4 separate regions of the Mus musculus genome follow, and regions 2, 3 and 4 are each linked to region 1. Evidence: chromatin contacts called from public promoter capture Hi-C data. All regions are on one chromosome and are shown on one strand. The core of a region is the stretch at or near the end of the contact, and the rest is flanking DNA. Distances in the headings are between cores, read along the strand shown. Region 1 holds the start of Zfp322a (zinc finger protein 322A). Region 2 holds the start of Trim27 (tripartite motif-containing 27). Region 3 overlaps Gm32525 (a long non-coding RNA gene). Region 4 holds the start of Zscan12 (zinc finger and SCAN domain containing 12).

Evidence for each region. Promoter capture Hi-C pulls out the DNA fragments that hold promoters and counts their contacts.
Region 2: a contact with region 1 is called in a promoter capture Hi-C map of neutrophils, with 7 times the contacts expected there. The contact joins the promoter of Trim27 here to the promoter of Zfp322a in region 1. A contact is called at or near these places in 14 of 39 promoter capture datasets (the 3T3-L1 cell line, the C10 cell line, the HPC-7 cell line and 9 more), 4 of 484 Hi-C or Micro-C datasets (CD4 T cells, olfactory sensory neurons, regulatory T cells and 1 more), 2 of 115 datasets of contacts at active chromatin or transcription factors (bone marrow-derived macrophages and stem cell-derived neural progenitor cells) and 3 of 9 other capture datasets (adipose tissue, liver and pancreatic islet).
Region 3: a contact with region 1 is called in a promoter capture Hi-C map of liver, with 7 times the contacts expected there. The contact joins the enhancer-like site here to the promoter of Zfp322a in region 1. A contact is called at or near these places in 9 of 39 promoter capture datasets (the 3T3-L1 cell line, 3T3-L1-derived adipocytes, the C10 cell line and 6 more), 2 of 115 datasets of contacts at active chromatin or transcription factors (astrocytes and kidney) and 3 of 9 other capture datasets (adipose tissue, liver and macrophages).
Region 4: a promoter capture Hi-C map of pre-B cells shows a contact between it and region 1. The contact joins the promoter of Zscan12 here to the promoter of Zfp322a in region 1. A contact is called at or near these places in 9 of 39 promoter capture datasets (the 3T3-L1 cell line, the C10 cell line, cranial neural crest and 6 more) and 2 of 9 other capture datasets (liver and macrophages).

Annotation. Positions count from the first base shown.
Region 1 is chr13:23,367,477-23,371,112 of GRCm38.p6, forward strand. Zfp322a (zinc finger protein 322A) reads right to left here and starts at 1,732. Exons shown (of 5, transcript NM_001111107.2): 1 at 1,659-1,732; 2 at 644-729. The region is part of intron 3 of 4930586N03Rik (RIKEN cDNA 4930586N03 gene); the gene reads left to right.
Region 2 is chr13:21,178,170-21,181,805 of GRCm38.p6, forward strand. It overlaps Trim27 (tripartite motif-containing 27), which reads left to right and starts at 1,762. Exons shown (of 8, transcript NM_009054.3): 1 at 1,762-2,745. The coding sequence starts at 2,326.
Region 3 is chr13:21,235,347-21,238,982 of GRCm38.p6, forward strand. All of the region lies in intron 1 of Gm32525 (a long non-coding RNA gene), which reads right to left. Among named protein-coding and RNA genes, the nearest start is that of n-TAagc17, 3.1 kb to the left of the region's middle. Within about 2 kb of position 1,980, at least 6 of the 459 cell types and tissues checked have an H3K27ac peak or open chromatin away from gene starts, as enhancers often do. A contact at or near this core is called in liver, where this site is marked.
Region 4 is chr13:21,360,768-21,364,403 of GRCm38.p6, forward strand. Zscan12 (zinc finger and SCAN domain containing 12) reads left to right here and starts at 2,053. Exons shown (of 4, transcript NM_016684.2): 1 at 2,053-2,105; 2 at 2,813-3,284. The coding sequence starts at 2,883.

The sequences.
Region 1 (3,636 bases), core at 482-2,981:
AAGGGAGGACTTCTGGTTTTTGTTTTGTTTTGTTTTTTTCACGAGCAACACCAGACTCCATTTCATAAGCGAAGAGCAGACAAAAGTTCAAATAGACAGGCTAAGCAACAAAACTTCAGAGCTCAAGATTCTTTTCGGTTAAAGGATATATGGGATGATCAAACAGTAAGTATTTAACGTATTGTCTTAAAAACCATACTTGCTGTACAGCCTCAGACCAGGGGTTGCCTCAATTTTCATTGATTACATGGATTATGGACATTTAATCCTCCCAAGAACACTGTAAAATCAAATATTACCACCATCTTACTGATAGAAAACCTGTTGCTATGACAGTTACCTAATTACACAAGAACTCACAGGCAGTTAAGTAACAGAGCCAGGTTTAAATATCCATCCTAGAGCCTGTCTGAGCATTGGGCACACTGCCTTCTTTGTATGGTAAATCAAAAGAAGGACAATTGTTGCAAATCTGCTGTGTATGCCTGTTAGAAAAATAGGTGTACTGAAAGGTTATCAAAGGGCCACTATGTTAGTCACCAGAAAGACCCTTTTCCTTTTCCCAAGTATGTTTTACCTTCTTTCTTGTCCCATCCCTACTCCAAAATTCACATTTATATAGAAACAGATGTATGCCACTTACCTTAACAAGAACCCAACGATTTATTTTTTTCAGATCCACAAGGTCTCTAATCCAGAAGTACTCATAATATTTAATTCTTCCCTCTCCTAGAGGAAAAAAGCAGCAATGTTGAATGAGCATGACTGCAAAGCTTACATTTTTCCTTTTAACAGTAGGCCATTTAAATAATGTCCCATGCACTCTCCAATCCTGACATCATCCTTCAGCAAAATTTTGCTCATTCTAATGTTTCCGTTCCTCCTTCAAGAAGCCGTTTCTTTCTGACCTGCTCTACACAAAATAACAAGAATTCTTCTAGCTGAGAGATTTTTAAGTTCAGAACAAAGCCCTGGGCCTTGTTTTTCTTGCTGTTAAGACGGGGAGAGTCTCACGTAGCTTAGGCTAGCTTCAAAATCGCTAGGCAGCTTAAACTGGCTTTTAATTCCCTATCCTCCTACCTCTACCTCAAACGCTCAGGTGACTGATAGGCGCATTATTATTTCAACTTCTGAGATCAAGGATTCATTCCTCGTGCACTAAAACCTGTAGGAATACGATTCATGAATGCAATGTTACACAGGACCAAGGCTGCTAAAAATAAATGACTATGGAATGCTTTGAGCAAACAGATTCTGCAGATTCCGGGGAACTCAACTAATCTCCGCCCTTAAGGCTGGGGGAGGGTCCCCCCAGTGCCCATGGTTGTCTAGACATTCAGGAAGGCTCCAGACTGCATTCGAGCCTGGCTCCATTACTACCTCCAGGACAGTCTCACAGGTTTCTCCTCCCAACTTTTCGTTGACAGCGACAAGAAGGGCGCCGCGCCTGGCCCGGACCCCTCTCACGGCCAAGGACCTCGAGGACCCGCTGAACGCTTACTCCGCCGCCCAGGGCGGCACTTCCGGTGACTGGACCCTCAAGCCGGAGCTTCCGGGGCCGAGCACTCGGCGATGGCCGATTCGGTCCCACGGTCTCCTAGGGAAGGAGAGTGGGCCGAGATGCTGAGAGGTCGGCAAGCCAACCGCCGGATACCAACCTGGAGAAGCGGTCCCCGCACACCACAAGGCCAAGACAAACCGCTCTCACCAGCAAGGACAGGGAGGCGTAGCCACGCCCCGAGGCACGTAACTACCCCTCATAGGGCTGCACCGGGATTCCGGGCCAATAAGCACCGGACCTCCCGAAATGGGCGGAACCTGAGCGCGCCTGCGCCCTGGCTCTTTCGCGTCCGACAACTACCTTTTCAGCTCCTGGAATTTGGGACTGCAGCAGCTCCGGTACCCACTGAATTGAAACCGTGCCCTGCGCCCGGTACTGCGGCTCTGAACTTCTGTTTTCTTTCTCCACGGCTGTTCAAATCAAGAGTTAGGAGTAGTGTCTCAAGGATAGATGCAGCGGACTCGGTTTTAAATACCTTGAAAAGCCGGAGAAGTGGAGAATTACAAAGGCTCTTTGGTGCTGTCACTCATGCCAGCAAACTATGAGAAGCTTTGAATAGGCAGCGGCGGCGTGGCCTTATTGCTGGAGAAAGCTGCGGGGAAACCGTGTTGAAAGGATTTCTGTCCTTTCTGATTGCGATTCTAGGCTGAAGACAGATTCAGAAAAAAAAACAAAAAACAAAAAAGAACAGTCAATATTTTCCCTACTTGAAAAAAAAAATGTATGTAGGCTGGCGAGATGGCTTCTGTCGAGAGTGAGGAGCAAAGAGTGCTTCTTGCTAAATAAAACCTCGCGACCTGAATTTGATCTCTGAGACCAATGTCAAAAGCGGAAAGAGAGAACTAACCGTAAAAGTTGTCTTCTGACAGGCATACACAATAATAAGTATATAATACACACACACACACACACACACACACACACACACATATATATATACTATACACATACACACATGTATATAACAAAAACCCTCACATGGGAAGTGAGTACTAGAATTCTCTGGTCTGGAGAAGAACTTGGATTGGCTGTTAAATTCTAGAGTTAGGGTCTGAGGATGGCAATTATGTATTCTGAATTCACTAATTCCTGTTTTCAGAATTTGCAGAATTTCTGCAGCTTATTTTAAATTAAAATTTTAAGACAAAAAATCCCACCAGTGTCATTCAAATATTTAAGTTTTTTTTCTTAGACTTATTTTCTATGTATGGGTGTTTTATCAGCATATATGTGCACGTGGTGTGTGCGCGCGCACTCTAGGAGGATGTCAGATCCCCTGGAACTGGAATAATGCATGGTTTATGAGCTACCATGTGAGTGCTGGCTGGAAAATGAACCAGGGTCATCAGCAAGAGCAAGTGGTCTTAAATGCTGAGCCATCTCTCTAGCCCTAATTTTAATATTTAAATAACTTTTTATTAACTGTTTTTAGTGTAAGATGTACCAAACACAATTCGAATCACACTATAGAATGAGCTGTGTATGGCTATATTAGGAAGAAATGTACACATGTTATTGCAGGAGAGTATGTGTTTATGCCATCCCCTTCAGCTATAAGAGTGTTGAGACAATGGACTCAAAGGATTGGAATTGTGATAGGAGTCTTCTGCTGAGAACAAGGAAAGGACTAGGGCCTTGGCCAGTGGGAGAGTTAGGGCAGGATTTCACACAGTCCTGACTGTGATGAGTGGGGCTACTTATGATTGTAGCTACCAGGACTCCTTACTTATGCACATCTCATGACCTTTAAAATATTCTGAACGTCGTGTTAGTGGTTGAACCCCTTTACTTACTCCTCTTCCTAGTGTGACCATATTGAGTAAACCGCTTTCACTGCTTTGTCTTGCTTGTCTTTTTGACAAATTGAAGACAGGTAGCTGAGCCTAGCTTGGTAGAGCTACCAAGGTCCATGCATAGACTCTTAACAGCCACTGTAAACCGGAAGATTAACTTGCCGACTTATACATTTAATAACGGGAAGCTGATTTGAACCAGAATCAATTACTGGAGCCGCCGCCATACTTATGGCTACCTCAGAGTATTGTGGGGAAGTGCTGGACAGCACATTACGAAGG
Region 2 (3,636 bases), core at 512-3,011, 2.2 Mb before region 1:
AAGTCATTTGCAAACAGATAAGGTATTGCAATAATTTAGGCCAAGGTGGAGGAACAAACACAAAAACTGCGTGGATGGGTCTGAGACGAGCACTTGCCTAGCTTAACGTCCTGGGTTCGAGCTCTAACACTGAAAACACTGGAAATGAGTAGGCAACTCAGCCATAAAGCTCATGACAAGCCTACTAAATTAGTGGAGAAAGAGAAAACAGTTATCGCTTGAGAAAGGAGGGAGCCTGTAGCAATCCTGGAAGGGGGAGCGCTTCCTTTCCCCTACTTCCTCCACCTTGCCCTACTTACCTGGCTTGTCCAGGCCATCTGCCTTGAGGTTAGGAAAGCAGAGACCGCATGAGCCCTGGATGACAAAGCTAAAATCCAGAGCCGCACTGATGACCTAAGAACACATATCTGCCACCTGCATTTTTCATAGTTCTACACCGGCTTGCAAAACTGAATTCTTCCTTCTGGAGTAAGACTGGCACTTTCAATTCCTTTCAACTTCAGTTTTGTAGCAGAGTAGACTACAGTGTAGCCTAGGACAAATATTCTACCATTTACTGGAAGTGTGCTGAGTTGTTTTGAGCCTGGAGTTTCAAAGAGCAGGTGGGGAGAATGGAGGTTTGGATGAGCGAGACTTGTTAAGTACCTCGGATTTCTTGTCCCATAGGGAAGAATCAAGCAGAATCCAGTGAAGTGATGGCCTGGATACAGAAATTCCCTGTTGCTCAAACACAAGGGCAGGCACGGAGTCAATCCCAAAGGAGAGTAGGAAAGGCCATGGCATAAGTGACAGCGCACAGAACTGAAAACCTATTCTGTGATAAGAAACCAGGCTACAAGACCTCCTCCGGTCATCACAGGACTCTCGATTGGGCAGAAACAAGCAAGTTTTAGGTTCTACTCAATGTCATTCGATGTACTGGGTGCTTCATTTAAACTAGCGGATAAAGATCTTTATGCTCAAGCTGTGGTTTGTTTGTTTGTTTGTTTGTTTGTTTAAAAAGGTGTAACTCCTTGATGGGGAAAATTCCTGAAAGCAATAGGGTATGGGAGCTCAAGGAGGGCACTGAACTAGATTGCTGGGAGTAAGAACTTATTAGAAGAGTTATTAACGTCATGGGCAGAAGGACAACACTACAGTGGACAATCAGAATTTTTGGCCCCAGCGCCGCAGGGCCCAGGCTGGAGGTGAGGGGTGGGGGTGGGGGTGGGGGTGGGGGAGTGTTCTGAGAATGAGGCCCACGTGGCAGAATCCGGGTTGTTTCTTCGAGGGTCTCATAGGAACCCACAGCCACGTAGGTTCCTCAGCAGGTGGCAGGGAAGACGAGAGAGAAGTGTGTCGCCAGGCAGCCCTTTGACACGTCGGGTCTGGCTACTCACTTGAGGAAGTGAGACACTGGGCACCTGAGGAGCCTGAGAAGAAGTTAGGGACTCACAAGCGGGCTCTCGGTGGGGTGGCTCCCTAGTAACGGTAGAGCTAGGGAGATGGGGGAGGACTTCATGGTCTGGTCAGCACTCTGGTCGGGATTCGATCGGTCCCCATTTCACACGAGAAGAAAATGAGGCTCGGAACGATAAACCGATTTACTTTAGGGTGGAGATAGAACTGGGCTTCTCCGTTTCTGCCCCTGAGAAAAGTTGCTGATGATTAAACCCTTTTCTAGCGATTGTTAACGCCTGGAGCTGGGTGTGTCACACTGGGAGGGGCCTAGCTGGTCTCCCCGCCCAGCTTTCCGGCATTTATGCAAAGCCATCTTACTTTTAAAGGAGCCGAGGCCTAGCCACTAAGAGGAAACTCAGCAGAAGACTACGGGCCCACAGACGCTTGGAGTGACCCGACGCCACTGCCAGGGGACACTCTGCTCCCACTGCACGCGACAGCCACGACCGACTCCCGGGCTGGGTGCCGGGGACCCAGGACTGTGCAGAGGAAACCCGCTTTCCCGCCCCGAGAGAGCAGAGCGGCGCGGGAAGCCAGGCCCCGCCCCCGGCCCACCTCTTCCGCTCGGCCCTGAGGAGTCTGCGCGGCCGCGGGACCCCTTCCGACGCGGCCACGTTGCCCGGTGAGCCAGCCCGCGGCGCCCGGTTCCCGACTCCCCTCGGCTCGGCTCTCAGCCGGGCTCCGGGGCCCAGGCCTCCTCCCCGTGCTGTCGGTGAGGAGCAGCTGTGCGGGGACGGGTCTGGCCGCCCGAGAGCTCCGCGCGCGTCTGCGATCCCCGCGCCGGAGGCCCCGCCCCGCTCCGGAGCCGAGAAGCGGAGCGAGCGCGCTGAGCTCCGACAGAGCTCGGCTCCGGGCTCATGCCCTGCGGCCCAGCCGGCCCGCGCCATGGCCTCCGGGAGCGTGGCCGAGTGCCTGCAGCAGGAGACCACCTGCCCCGTGTGCCTTCAGTACTTCGTGGAGCCTATGATGCTCGACTGCGGCCACAACATCTGTTGCGCGTGCCTGGCCCGCTGCTGGGGTGCCGCGGAGACTAACGTGTCGTGTCCGCAGTGCCGGGAGACCTTCCCGCAGCGCCACATGCGACCCAACCGGCACCTGGCCAACGTGACCCAGCTGGTGAAGCAGCTGCGCACCGAGCGGCCGTCGGGGCCCGGCGGCGAGATGGGCGTGTGCGAGAAGCACCGGGAGCCTCTGAAGCTGTACTGCGAGCAGGACCAGATGCCCATCTGCGTGGTGTGCGACCGCTCGCGCGAGCACCGCGGCCACAGCGTGCTGCCCCTGGAGGAGGCGGTGGAGGGCTTCAAGGTAGGGCCGGGCCGGCGGACAAAGGGGCGAGCCGGGGGCTTCCTGGTTTGATACCGAGAAAATGGCGAGCCGGACGTGGGGCCCACCGCCGTCATTTCCTCCCTGTCGGCTGCGGAGCCTCCGCACTCAGACTGGGAAGGAGAACCTGTAGCTGGCGAGGCCAGGAGCACCCCCACCCCCACCCCGAGCGCCCCTGCTAACCGCCTCTACGCGTGCCGCGACTGGGACGGCGCGAGGAGACCCTCCCTTGACAAAGGAGATGCACATGGAGCCAAGTACACTTCCATAGGCCTTGAACGCCTCGAACTCGCTCTGACCCAGGATACCAAGCCAGACAGTCACTGTTGGCTGGCTGAATTCACATCGAGCAGTGCCCATCACTTAATCTGTGTCCCCAGCACTTCCCTGTAAACCTGTTTTAGAACTGAATGGAAATGAACAGAGCTTTTTACTGCTTAAGTAAATCATTTAGCCACTCTCAGACTCGGGAGATGGCTTATTGTGAAGGGGAAGTGAACTCACAGGACCTTTGTGGAGTGTTGAATAAACACTGGCACAGCTACACAGTAGTACGAAAACGTTACATATAAAGTAGCTCTGAAGTGATAATGATCTTGAGGGCTGCAGGGATCTATACCAACAGAGTTATATATTTGTTTAAGTGTGAGTTCATCCAAATGTCAGTCACGTTTACAAAGCTGTCACCTGTATCATTTCACTCGCTGGAGATAAGTTGTAATTTAGTAATGTTTACTGATTCTTTGAGGAAAATAAATCTTTTTTTTTTTTCTGTATTCATCTGAGAAATAGCTTACCTTTTGAGCCTCCTTACCCAGATGTCTTGTAACCGCTTCTAGGAACTGGTAGGTGGCTAGAGTTTAAATAACAAAT
Region 3 (3,636 bases), core at 730-3,229, 2.1 Mb before region 1:
TGCACCAGTTTGCGTAGTGAAAGGAATATGATCAATATAGGAGGGAAAAGGCCCTGGTTACTGTCATTGTTTCTCTGTCTCCTGTTAGGGCTCTACATACATGGAATAGATTTCATGGGGCACATTTACCTCTGACATTTAAGGAAGAAGAAAAGAAGGGACAAAGTCCTAGACCATGTAAAGAGTTTGGGTATCTTTAAAAAATCCAGTTATGTTATGTCAATGGGTTTTTGTTTTAATCCCAGGTGTGGGATAAGAGGCTGCTTCAAAGCAGGTGATTATGATCTGTCTCATGCTCTAGTAGGGGCATAATTGTTGCTAGGTGGAAACAGTTTACATTTGGAATTCTGGGGACTGTGGAGAGGGGATAAATGCCAGAGAGGGACCTTGGCGATTCAAGAAGGCTGCTCCTCCTCCTCTTGTTGTAGTCTGCCAAATGGTTGTGAACAAAGAGACAAGAAGTTGGAGATATCCTGACATGAAGATTGGACTTGCCTCAAGGAACTCCAATGACTCTAATTAGCAGGAAGTAGTCTAAAGAGGTCTACACCCACTTTTTCCTCTAACTTTCCTCTTCTACCTAGTGTTGGGAGGTTGGAAGGAATTAGGGTAGAATAAGGCATGGAAGGGTGGTAGGTATAAGAACCCAATAAAATAGATTTAAAAATAGGGCCCACAGGTCTGCCTGAGGATAATACATACCATTGTGCCCAACTGAATTTTGATCCCAATGAGACACAGTTACCCAGTTCTGTTTATTTTAAGACTATCCTTCAACAGCCTCATCTTTTTTGTTTTGCTTTTTCCAGGAGAAATGAGAGGTTGAGAAGTTTTTGTAATTTCAGTTAACAGTTTGTTTGTGGTACTCAGACCCTCTAGGTACCACTAAGCCCCACTCTAGCTCAAGCCTTAGACAGTCTTGAAAGGAAAGGGTTATGGCTGTGTGAGGCCTACTGCTTCCCTGTGAGGGGTGGAAGTTGTGTGGATGTAAATGTCCTTAAGGCTATCCTAACATTCAAAATGCTGTGCTGTATTCTTTTTCAAAGGCATTTCCAATATTACCCATCCCAATTCAAGCTCTACTGACTAAAGTCTCCCACGGTGCCTGGTTCCATGATCTGAAGTCACAAGTGCCTCCTTACACCCAGTGATAAGAAGAAATTAAGCCAGGAATGGGGGCCCAAAGACTACAACAAGATGGTTCTGGAAGGACCTTGAATACTACCTTTGAGATGGGTTGGGCGATGCCCAGGGCCTGAGTGCAGGCTCCTGAATGTCCCACACAGAAACACTCAGTTCCCTGACTGGTTTTCATTTCCTGTACACAAACACATGATACAAAATGTTTATTTTAAACCTACACAATTTGGACCTTGTAGTGGTTAGGTTTTTTTAAGTTGACAGAAAAGCGACTTGGGAAGCAGGAACTCTCAGTTGAGGAATTGCCTCTATCAGACTGGCTGTAGGCAAGTCGCTGGGGGCACTTTCTTGATTAATGATTGATGTGGGAGGGCCCAGTCCATTGTCTGCAGTGCCAGCCCTGGGCAAAAGGTCCTGGGTTATATAATAAAATAAGCTGAAGCTGGGCAGTGATGGCACATGACTTTAATCCCAGCACTAGGGAAGCAGAGCCAAGTGAACTCTGAGTTTAAGGCCAGTCTGGTCTGTCTATAGAGGGATTCCAGGCCAGCCAGGACTACACAGAGAAATCCTGTCTCTAAAAAAACCAAACCAAACCAAAGCAAAACAAAACAGTAAGTGGAGTAAGCCAGTAACTGGTTTCTACATAGCTTCTGCTTGAGTTCCTGCCCTTGCTTTCTGTTATGATGGAGTCTAACTTCTAATATGTCTTAAACCCTGTTTCCCTAAATTGCTTTTGGTCATAGTTTTATCACAGCAACAAAACTGCGGCAGACTCTGAGCCACAGAACCTCTTAGGCGGATGTCAGAGTAGATGATGTACACACACACAGTCTCTTAGTTTCCCAGCCGGAGGGATTGTAGCTAACGTGACCACATCTGGAATCAACTAAATGCCAACCGTCTGAGCACATCCGGGGGAGACTTTCTTGATGAGATTATTTGAGATAGGAAAATACACTCTAAATCTGAGCTTCTCCTGGTGACACCTCACAGAAAAGGACAGGAAAGATGAGAGCTTTTGCTTTTTGTTTGTTTGTCTTCACACTTGCTGGCAAGTTCATCTGCTCTGTGGCTGAAGCCTTTCTGTCCTTCTCTGCACACCCCCTTCCCCACCCCGCCCTGCCCTCATAGCTCTGCTCCGGTCTGGTCTATCTGCCTGTCTACCTGTCCACTTGTCTGCCACTGCCCTTTCCCCAGGATCTCATTCTCCTCCCTTCCCTCTTTATATCAGACCTGTTGCATGGCATAATTTCTCAGAGGCACACATTAGCATGGACCCACCAGGCATCCCCTTACCGAGTTATATTTCACAGCAGTAAAATCCAGTGATTCCATCCAGAGGATACTGGGAAATCCCCTAGGAGCTGTGGAAACCAGGGGTTTCTGAATCAAACAAGAAAATGCTTCCTTATGTGTGTTCTCAAGGTCTCAGCCACCCCACCCCACCCCACCCAGCAAGAAAGATGAACTGTGACTCCGTTGTAAGGAGGAGCTTCTTGACATCTTGGGGTGAAACTGTGCGTCTGGTGATGTGCTCCTGTAAACAACCATTCCTGTTTCAACCCAGAGTCTGGCACCAGCTTGAGTGACTGTCAACACAGCCAGTACAAACGCAAGGGGACTGGCCGACAACAATAACAACAGAAAAATAGCCACGGGGATCTGCTGCTCTTGGGGTTTTGTTTTGTTTTCGATTAGAAGCAGGGACTGTATCCGCCTTCCAAGCTCAGCTCCTTCATTTCTTTCTGCCATGTCCCTGGAAGGTAAACACGAGTTGGGGGATAAGGCCTAGAGTCAGAACATTTGCCTAGCCATGTGAGAACTTGGGTGTAAATTAATATTTATACCAATAAGGACACGACACCAGAGATGTAAATTGAGGTAAAACCCTGCTAGCTCACCGAGATAACTTTATTTTCTTAACTATATACAAAGTATCTATTTACAAGCCCGATCCTACAACTAAACTACTAGCTCTTTAGAAGTCTCTATGTGTCATTCTACTGAGCTAGTCTGCCTTTCTCTTGAGTGCCTCCAAACCCAAGAGGGCCCCTTGGTTCTCTTTCCTAGAATACTGTGTAACCTGTGCCTTGCAGCTGCAGCTGCTTCTCTGTTTTCCTGCAAGTCCAAAGAGAAAATCCCTATCTGTTGTTAGGAGCTCCTTCTGTGAGACCCCGACTTAGAGCATTTCTCCCTAGAAGGTAAAGCCCCTGGTCATTCCCCAAGCTTGTTTCCCTGATCTCTAAAAATACAGCTAGAAAGAAGCTCTTTGTTCTCTATAGCCAGCAAAAAGCCTTTTGGTTTCTGAGCCTTACAGCCAGAGATGCGATAATTGTAATTTTACCAAGGACATCCAGGCAGAGAAGAACACTCCTCCCAACTCTTCCCAACTCCTCCCAACTCTCCTCCCAACTCCTCCCAATTCCTTAGCTAGCTGTTAAAAGCCCCCCTACTGTTGCAACTTGGAGTCCAACTTCCCTGCCCTGCACTGCA
Region 4 (3,636 bases), core at 803-3,302, 2.0 Mb before region 1:
TTTGTTCCCAATTCTAAGGAGGGGCATAGTGCTGGACCAAGTCTTATGAAGGGACAAAGTTGTATCTTTCTTCTTTACCAGAAAACCTCTGGCTAGTTATCTGATAAAGCTTACATAGTCATTTATTAACAATGCTATATTCATAGCTGAGGAAATGTGACTTAAATATTATTCTTTTGACCAGTAACCAGAGTCTTGCTGTTTCAGTTCTTGATTATGAGGGCAAAGGGGGGGGGCATCTATTCCTAATACCATCTAGGCCTGCTAATATCTACCTTGTGTGAATTGATGTTCCTAAGGGAAAAAAAGCAGCCACATTTGTGTTAGATCTACAAGACTTGATTGAATGATTAGAACTTAGGCAGTTGTGGAGAGTTTTTTTGTTTGTTTGTTTGTTTGGGTTTTTTTTTTTTTTTTTTTTTGGTTTTTTTTCGAGACAGGGTTTCTCTGTATAGTCCTGGCTATCCTGGAACTCACTCTATAGACCAGGCTGGCCTCGAACTCAGAAATCTGCCTGCCTCTGCCTCCCAAGTGCTGGGATTAAAGGCATGTGCCACCACCGCCCGGCAGTTGTGGAGAGTTTTAAAGTTGTAGGTCCAGAGACAAATTGTCTTTTGTTACATATAGCTCTTTACAACCATTCATTGCCCACCCATGTGTCTGCCTTAATGTCCTTCTGCTTTTTAGGTAAATCCCTTTGAAATGTACTAACAGATCACTTGGTTTCACCAATCAAAAGGCTAAGAATTTTCCAGATAGCTATAACCCACCTGTACTGGCTGGCTTTGTGTGCCAACTTGACACAAGCTGGAGTTATCACAGAGAAAGGAGTTTCTGTTGAGAAAATGCCTCCATGAGATCCAGCTGTAAGGCATTTTCTCAATTAGTGATCAAGGGGGAAGGACCCCTTGTGGGTGATGCCATCCCTGGGCTGGTAGTTTTGGGTTCTATAAGAGAGCAGGCTGAGCAAGCCAGGGGAAGCAAGCCAGTAAGAAACATCCTTCCGTGGCCTCTGCATCAGCTCCTGCTTCCTGACCTGCTTGAGTTCTAGTCCTGACTTCCTTTAGTGATGAACAGCAGTGTGGAAAAGTAAGCTGAATAAACCCTTTCCTCCCCAGCTGGCTTCTTGGTCATGGTGTTTGTGCAGGAATAGAAACCCAGACTAAGACACCACCTAACTTACATTTCCACTAATTGTTTTTTTAAAGTTGTCTTGATTTACTACTTTCTTTTGTTCTGGTTATGTAAATCAATGTCCTAAGCCACACTCTACATGTATTTTGCTCGATAATAAATTACTACTATCTTTGAGAGCTTGTGCTTGGTTTTCTGGTTACCCTCGACATGTACATTAGCTAAGAACAGGGTGAGATTTTTGTTGTTGTTGTTTTGTTTTCACTTCCAGAACACAGAATGTTCTGGTGCATGATAAGAGCATTAACCACTATTCTTTTTCAGGGATTTTTCTTTGGACTCTCCTTTTAAATTAAAACAAACAAACAAACAAACATTTTTTTTTAATTCTAGAAAAATGGTTGTGTTTATTGGGATACCATAGTTGCAAACATATTTAATTAGTACTGACTGCTTTGTTGAGTTTTTCTACCCAAGAAAGCTTATTGCCTCCTATTTATGTTCATATTTGGCTTTTAAAGTGTTTTAAAGTTAGCCCCAAGTAAATGTGGCACATCTCTTGAGCTCTGAGTATTTTTGCTGTTGCTTTTGTAGCTGTGGTCTTTTCATTCACACTCGTACTTATGAAGGCTGATTTTAGTGTTCATAATATCCTGTTAACTTACTAAATTATCCTTTTAATACATTTTTTCCCATTGACCAGAAGAATGTCTCTTTGAGACATCACTAATCTCAGTGATACTGAAACACAAACGCGAAACCGGATAAGGACCGGCATGCTCACTATGATTAGACAGAAAATCCCAACTTCTTTTGCCAGAGTAAGGACAAACCACTGAGTGGAACTCCGTGGCTCCCTAGAGTGGCTCTGGGAGCAACAGGGCTCCACCGCTTCCGGCCTTTGTGGGAGTCCGCGATGACTTCCGGTTCCTGGGAGGGCTGGATTCCCTTCCCTGCGCAGGAGCGACGCGGTGAGCGAGCTCGTGCTCCAGGCGGGGGGAGGGTGCTCCCTGCTACCTAGACTCTCGGCCTTAGAAAGATGCTTGGAACCGGGGGAAAGGCCACCCGGGCTGCGCTGCGGCTGCCTATGGGTCCCCCTGGGGCGCGGAGCTGGCCCGGACCTAGGCACGCTGCAGAACTTTAAGTTAGAGTCACAGAACTGGAGGGGCAGGAGAAAAGCAGAGCACCCTCCCCAACTTCTAACCTTTATGAGTGGTTAAGTTCCAACTAAAGCCAGTTGGGAGACTGTACTATGTATATGTGATTTGTGCCAGGTACGCAGAAAAAAAAATCAAAAGCAGCAAGGCAGGCGTACCCTACTCTTGTACTCTTTCCGTTATTTTTGGTGGTACTGTTAGTTGAACTTCCCACCCGCCAGGCAGCGGTTGCCCTTCCCCAACGCTATCTGCTAATTCCAAAATTTTTTGTTTATTTCAGTTAGTTGTTGTTCACTTTAGGAGTAAGTGGAGGTAAGTTTCTTCCCAAGCTTTACTCCCTGAAGTCCTGAAACAATTTGACATCTTTTTCACTTTTGTCTATTTTTGTGAAAGTCCACGTACAATCCAGTCAATACAGTAGATTAACCGGAGGGCAGCTTTTCAACTCTCCCACTTAACTCTTAGAATAGGCGGTATTTGCTTATTGTAGTTCGTGTTAGTAACGATGACTTATCCCTTAGGTCCACTGGGTAAGAAGATTTACCAAGGAGTTATTACTTGAAAGATTGATACATCTTTTATCTAGCTACGATGACATCTACTAGTGATACCAAGGTCTGTAAGAACCAGGGTGGACTTTTGGAAATAAAAATGGAGGAAGAATGTAAGTATACCACCAGACAAGATAGGAACCTACAAAAGAACACTTATAACAGAGACGTCTTCCGAAAATACTTCAGACAGTTTTGCTACCAGGAAACTTCTGGACCCCGGGAGGCTCTGAGCCGGCTGCGCGAGCTCTGCAGACAGTGGCTGCGGCCGGACTTGAACAGCAAGGAGCAGATCCTGGAGCTGCTGGTGCTGGAGCAGTTCCTGACCATCCTGCCAGGGGAGCTGCAGGCCTGGGTGCAGGAGCAGAATCCGGAGAGTGTGGAGGAGGTGGTGACTGTGCTGGAGGATTTAGAGAGAGAGCTTGATGAACTAGGATACCGGGTAAGAAAAAGGGGGGAGGGGTCCTCTTTCCTAAGCGCGACTGAATTTGTAGGCCAAAGTGAAGTATACCACTATTTTACAAAGCATATTGACATTTAGTTGGATCCAAAGGGGACTTTAAGTGTCATGGGAATTTGGAGTTGAACTTGTACGTTGTACATCCTAGCCTTGGGCTTGTAATCTTCCTGTCTCATATCCTTGGTGCTGAGATTACAGGTATGTACGTCCACTCCTGTCTGGTCTTAGTTTAATTATTCCTTTTCATCAGTGGGGTTGTTTTATTTCTGTGCTAAGCTACAAAGTTCTATCTGATGCTTAGTTCAGACACACAAGGCATATACTACGAGCGAAG